Linked DNA regions of Mus musculus: region 2 is linked to region 1. Evidence: chromatin contacts called from public Hi-C data. All regions are on one chromosome and are shown on one strand. Each heading gives the region's core, a stretch centred on a gene start, on an enhancer-like site or on the middle of the called end of the contact. The rest is flanking DNA. Distances are from core to core; before and after follow the strand shown. Region 1 has its middle 18 kb from the start of Gm28178. Region 2 holds the start of Nemp2 (nuclear envelope integral membrane protein 2).

Region 1 (3,225 bases), core at 725-3,224:
TTTTCATAGATTCCAGAAAGCTGCACTCGGATCCTTTACCAATTAAGCCACCTCCCTGCCTTATTTAAAACTTTGTTTGGTCTTAAATCAGAAGATCATTGTTTTGATTTTACCGTGTATTGCACCACCATTCCACTTTATCATTTAATTGGTGTCCTCAATACATAGAAAACACTTACATTAAAAATTGCATTTTAAAGGTAAAAAGGAGCAAAAAAAGACAAGAAATCTTAGAATTGGCTAATGAAGAGACGACCCATAGTTTCTTTTCTCCCTTCAGACACTTGGCAGTCAGCAAGCTCATCTGAAGTAGCTCAAAGGGACTGTGGACAGGTCAGCAGAAATGGTAGCGGGCATCCTCAGCCAGGCTCTGCACTGGCCAGGCTCCCTGCCAACCAGGAAACTCACAACGGTTCCACAAGGGCCTCAGTGCCCCCCACACCTTCCCACCTGTCCACAGATAAGAACAGTAGTGCCAGTGCGGGGCTTTCTGTTCTGTAATCAGGCACACAAGCACCTCATGTCTCCATTCGTTCAGTTACTCAACTTCTGCCCCCGAAGTTCCCATACTCTTCCTACCTCAGCAGGGCGCTGTTGGCAAAGACCAATACCCTTGCATTTATCCCTTTCTGAACTTGGTTGTTGTTGGTTGTGGTAAGATGGGGTCTTCCGTACCCCAGGTTAGCCTCAAACTTCCTATAAACTGAGACAGTCTTTAACCTGATCCCCCTGCCTCTGCTTTCCCAGTGCTGGGATCACAGCTGGGTAGCGCCATGTCCCACCCACGTTTGCTTTTGATTAATTGTACAGACTCCCACTCCATAGCCAAGTCCTTCTACGTTCTCTCTCCATGCCTAAATCAGTAGGCAGCATGTGGCAGTTTATCTCCATGAACCATGGCTCCCTGTCTGCCTCATGTTACCATGCCATTTCAGGCTTGAATGCAGTAGATTTTAAAATCCCATATAAGGTTAGAACAGTGACACTATCTCTTTAGGGCATTAAGGATTATTTTGGATGGAAACTCTAAGCTCATCTTCCACTCATCCCTGGCTCTGCCCGGGTCCTACTTGTGCACAAAGGCAACTCTGAGGTCACTTTTACAAGAGAGGACAGGCAGAAAAAGTGCCCTGCAAAAGACATGGGAATGTTCAACACCAATTATCAGGCGGAAAAAAAGAAATAGCCACAGACCAGAAATAACTTAAGTAATAATTTTAAAACTTTAGATCATCCATCGGTAAAGCAGCCTGGTCAGCTGGACTCTGCTTCAGTTTTGACTCCCAGTTTTCTAAGGCTTTTTAAAAATGCTTGGACTGTTTCCTTGAGACATTCGCATGCAAAGCTGTGGCTGCTGTCTCCAGCCGCCCACACATACCTGCCCTCCTCCTCCCTCTGACTCAGCGCCCAGCCTCCGCCCACGCCCGCTGACTCGGTGACCCGCACCCACTTCCCACAAACCTACGCGCTCCTCTCCTTCACACAGGTACAAATATTCACACTCCCACTGCTCAGCAAACAACGCACACTACTAATGGGGGGGAGGGGGAGGCATGCTTTTCCTAATGACCATTATGTTTCTTTTAATTCACAAGCTTTACACAGCACAATGAGTAGCTGATGAACTTATTTATGCTTAAATTGGTTTTTCAAAACTCCCTCGTGTTCAAAACTGGATTATTCTATTTTTAAAAAACTCCACCAAAAAAAAAAAAATGTATACACCGAGTGTTGCACCTTTTTTTTTTTTCTTTTTTCTTTTTTCAGGAAGAACAGATGCCCTAGGGTTTGTCCAAATTAAAACTTTTTACTCACATTTTCAGCGATGGCTACACAAAGGCTCACTGGGCTGGGTATTCGCCGTGAGGGTGTTTGAGCTACAGCTGGCATCAGCAGGCTGCCTGACAAGATTAATTGGCAGTGAATTAGACCAGTGCAGTCCAGAGCCAACACCAAAAAGGAGGACCAGCCCACTCATGAGGCCCTGCCAACGCCCAGAGATCTGCTGAGCGTGGGCTGGGGGAAGGCAGGGAGGCCAGTCTCTGCTGCCTTTGTGTTCTCACGGCTCGTACAAGGGTTCATAGCAACGGTTTCTTTCTTTTGCTGTGCATTTGTGTGATATCTGTGTGTCTTGCTACACTGATGCCACAGCGCATGTGCAGAGGTCAGAGGACAACCTTAAGTGTGTCCCCTTCCCTTCCACCTTGTTTTAGGTAGGGTCTCCTGTTCACAGCAGCATGGGACAGGGCTGGACATCCTGATGGCTCCCCATGACTGCCATCAGCTCTGTGTGGGTGCGGAGGTCTGAACTTGGGTCCTTACACTTGTGACCAGAGCTTTATCCTCTGAGCCATCTCCCCAGGCCCCATGGCAACTCTTTTTATTTTTTCCGGGGCTTGATACTATTCTATGTCACAGATGTGAGCAGAAGCAATTCTATTGTAACTCACCTCCTCTTTAAGAAGAGATGCAAGCCAAATCTGGATTTTAAGGAGTGGTGGGTTGCTTTGTGTTTGCTGCTTTGCTTTATCATTCATAATTGATGTGAATTCTTCTGGGAGAAGCAGCGGCCATTTCTGCTCTTCTTCTATCTCTAACAATTGAGAATGTTAGATCTACAATATGCTGGACAGGGAACTGGGAAAAGGATTTCTATCTGGGCCAGACCTCTCAGCCCTCAGTGGTGGGGCCAGTTTTAATCATCTCTGTCCACCTGTCTCACATTCTTTGCTTGAATTTCTACAATTTGATCTGCTTCTGTGCACTTTAGCATTTCTCTGTATTATCCTTAAACTTGAAAGTCTTCTTGGCTCCTTGGAACTTTTTAAGCACTTCTTTGTATGTTTAACTTTGTATCGTTATAGAAAGCAAAGCTCTTCACCACAAGTCCCCATATAAAAAGATGCAAAAGCAAAAAGCAAGTGTCTCACTTCTTAGCCACTGTGCTGGTATGACTACCACCAGGTTCCAAGAAGCTAACTTCCAACAAAATATGGCAGAGTGAACATAAGAATGTCTGTCTTCTGGCTAGGCCAGCAGAGCAGTGTGAGCAAATGAGAGCCTTTGGTTACCACGCTGTGCTCTGTTTGTGTCTCCTGAGAGTTCAAACTCTGTAGTCATCAGTGTAGCCCTGATAGGAAGCAACTGAGCCTCTCGGTTGAGATTAGCAGAAGGTGATTGGGTCCTTGTTTGACAGGTGAGTAAACCTCTTTCTTCATGTGCTAC
Region 2 (3,309 bases), core at 537-3,036, 33 kb before region 1:
TTTATTGTAATGAATTGTAATAACTATCTCTTGCTCTGATTTATAATTATAAATCTCTTGCTGTGATATGTAATGTACACACACACACACACACACACACACACTGGGTGGGGGGGGGCATGTAAGGTTCGGTACTGCAGTGCTTTTTTAAAAAATACATTCCCTGTGGGTGAGAGAGATTATTGTCTAGCTGTCTCATCACAGGCCCCTCATAAGACCATAGCTTTTACAGTAGCAGCAGTTCTTAGACCTAGCCAACCAAGGGTTCCCAAGGTGTCACTCAACACTGCAGGACAGTGATCCCCTCCTATGTGAACGTAAGGAATATCTGGAATGGCAAGACAGAAGTTGCCATTTTCTTTTCAGCTGTGAACTGGAATTTTATCATCTCCTGGGTATCTTACACTTCTCAGAAAGAAAGTCCTGGTGAACATTTACATGCGTCTTTAACACAACTGAGGACTATTAAGCTAGGCGCAACAGTACAGCTCTGAAAACCCTTCACCTGGGAGGTAGAGGCAGGAATGTTGTACAGCCAAGGCCAGCCTGGTCTATGTAAAAATCTCCAGATCTGCTAGGGCTATATGGTGACCCATACAGCAGCAAAACTTGAAAAACTGAGTTCCTTGAAGCAAATAAAAGGAGCAGAAATAATACCTGTGTGCCCTGGAGAATACGACACCTACAGGTTAAATCAACAACTGCACTAGAGCCCAAGATTCTGAATCTATATAACTACTTCTACCCCTCTGCTGCCACGCCCAGGAGCCCTCCTCCTCAAACTGTTTTATATTTTCACAAGTACCTATTATATTTACTACCAATTCTTTGTTCTCTAGCATGTAAAATGGGCATATATGAATAATCAGTATAAGACAATGCAGTTAGAGCAAATCAGCCCTGCATAGCACAAAATAGTTAATTAACACATTCCTGTTCAATGAAAAGCTGACCACAGACCGTCCCCTAAGGTGTAACTCACTGCAAGATACCAGTATGGGCACAAGGTGTGACAGAAGCTAATAACTGCTTACTGAACATCCATTCTCTCTTTCAGTCTTAGACACCCTACTAACTTTGTCGGTGTCGGAATATTATCCAATTGAAAGTCTGTATCTTGACAGCCTCCCTTGAGTCTGTAAGTGACCATGTAATGAAGAATACAAACAAGCAATCTTTTGAAGGATGTAGTGAATGGTAGAAATAAATGTTAAACTCGTGGAGACTGCGTTTTGCTGCTACAGCTTTCTGAGCCAGAATCTTAAGCACCCCAAACAGTCTGAGTAGCTCACTGAGACTTCCTGTGCACCTGGTTCAATGCTGGAGCATCAGCAGTATTTTGCATATGACCAGCTACCCAGGTCACAGCAGCCAATCAGAAACAGAATTTCGGTTCCTTTCTGAAGCTTCTATCCTTCTCTAGCCTTGAGTTTCCTGAGATTTCTGAAGACAGATAAAATAAGGTTTCAGACATAAACTGCAGACAAAGGGCCAGCTGTGCGGTTGTCCAGCGGTGTGATCCTGAACAAACCAAAACACTGAAGTATCCGATGCCCGCAGACAGGGGCGGGGCCTGGCCGCGGCCGCGCGTGACCCTGCGGCGCCGAAAGGAGGCCCCCCCGCCCGGAGCCGGGGTTACCTGACATCGCTGCCTCCTCGTCGTGCACCGCGCTCGCTGGCAGTGTAGCCAGGGGCTGCAGCCAGAGCACCAGCCACCACAACCTAGGCAGCATCGCGGCCAGAGCGGCGGAAGTGGCGCAGCGGACCAAGAGCGGGAAAGCGGAGGGAGGGGATTGCAGGGGCGGAGCCGGCTGCGGCCCCGCCCTTCCGCGGTCCGCCGAGCGGCTCTCCCAGTGGCCTCCAGGGGGCGATCACCTGCCTTCCCGATTCTTGCTCCTGGGCCAGCTTGCAGAGTTGGCGGGCAGTTTAAAACACGCCGGAGCCCCGCGCAGGGTTCTCAGAGCACTGGTGCGGGCCACTCAGAAAGGCAGGCTCTTCACATGCACCCTCTCAGAAATAAGACCAGCAAGCCCCACTTAGACAAAAGCCTGACTTGTTTGTTTGTTTGTCCCTCCTTTCACCTCTTCCTTTTTTTTTTTTTAAGCAACAAGTTGAGAAATTTGGTGCTTAAATAATTTGTGTCTAAGCTCATGAACACAGTATCTTTCAAAAAAAAAAAAAAAACCCAAAAGGGTTATATAAGTTCACTATTAATAAAGTGTTACTTTAATAGAGATCTGGAGGCTGGAGAGATGGTCCAGTGCTTAGGAACACTTATCGCTCTTCCAGAGAACCCATGTTTCCCAGCGTGCACATGGCAGCAGCCCCAAACATATGTAACTACAGTTTCATGGAATCAACTGCCCTCTTCTGAATTCTGCAGACATATGGTACACAGACATACACACAAGCTAAACACCCATACACTTAAATTAAAAAATAAGCCTTCTTTTAAAAATGAGATTGTATTTTTAAAAATTCAAAGATATAGTGAGTGTTCTAAACATAACCAACCTGGCAGAGATGATAGCTCTCTAAAGTCAGCCTATTGAGACAGAAGACTCCAAGAAACTGGAATGCTGCACAGTAAACCACTCTGGGGAGCAGAGAAAGCCACCACCAACCACAAGAGAATAGTCTGTCCTAGAAAGAGACTCACAGTTTCTGAGCCCTATGGTTTATTGATGATCAGGATAATTCTGTGTTAAGAGCAAGCCTTCTTTGGTCTCTGGAAACCTTTCAGTGTGACTTACTATTTCATACTTGAAGTAGGGCAGAAGAGTGTGGTGGTAGTGGACTGTAATCCCACCATTTGAGAAACAGAGTTAATGATGGGTAAGGTGAGCCTAAGTGGCATAGGGGATCCAAGGCTAGTCTGGCTACATGAGACCTAATTTAACCTTCCTCTGATCCCCATCCCTGCCCCACCACACACACAAAGCTAGAGTAAGAAGTTGTGTTCTTTTCTCTAATTCCAGTCTTCCACTAACAGCACTAAGCTCGATATAATAGAAATCTTTTTTTTTTAATAACTCAGCTTCAATTTTTTTTAATGGTCTAAATAGGAAAGAATGTCTCTGAGTTATCTAAAGGAGGCTTTCACCAAATGCCCCGTATATGTGTATACCTAGTATGTGGCTGTAAAAGCTCAGAGTTTTTTTTTTTAAGGAAATTATTAGGGGCTGATTTTTAAAAATAAACCTTCATTATTGGAATCTGTCCTTTATCATTTTTTTTCCCTGGATCCCCTTGGTATGCCTCTTGCAAAGCAACTTTTTGCTCCAATTCTGTTCAAACTGGTTTGGTTAA

The links. A called contact is a pair of places that touch in the nucleus more often than the background predicts.
Region 2: a contact with region 1 is called in a Hi-C map of Sertoli cells, with 3 times the contacts expected there. The contact joins the promoter of Nemp2 here to the enhancer-like site in region 1. A contact is called at or near these places in 1 of 39 promoter capture datasets (hippocampal neurons), 3 of 15 datasets of contacts at CTCF or cohesin (CD8 T cells, the G1E-ER4 cell line and pro-B cells), 18 of 484 Hi-C or Micro-C datasets (CD4 T cells, CD8 T cells, the G1E-ER4 cell line and 13 more), 6 of 115 datasets of contacts at active chromatin or transcription factors (the HPC-7 cell line, embryonic stem cells, memory CD8 T cells and 1 more) and 2 of 9 other capture datasets (adipose tissue and pancreatic islet).

What each region holds. Positions count from the first base shown.
Region 1 is chr1:52,596,195-52,599,419 of GRCm38.p6, reverse strand. It overlaps a transcript of Nemp2 not described here. Among named protein-coding and RNA genes, the nearest start is that of Gm28178, 18 kb to the right of the region's middle. Within about 2 kb of position 1,974, at least 161 of the 459 cell types and tissues checked have an H3K27ac peak or open chromatin away from gene starts, as enhancers often do. A contact at or near this core is called in CD8 T cells, the G1E-ER4 cell line, the HPC-7 cell line and 12 more, where this site is marked.
Region 2 is chr1:52,629,182-52,632,490 of GRCm38.p6, reverse strand. It overlaps Nemp2 (nuclear envelope integral membrane protein 2), which reads right to left and starts at 1,786. Exons shown (of 9, transcript NM_001142647.1): 1 at 1,640-1,786. The coding sequence starts at 1,733.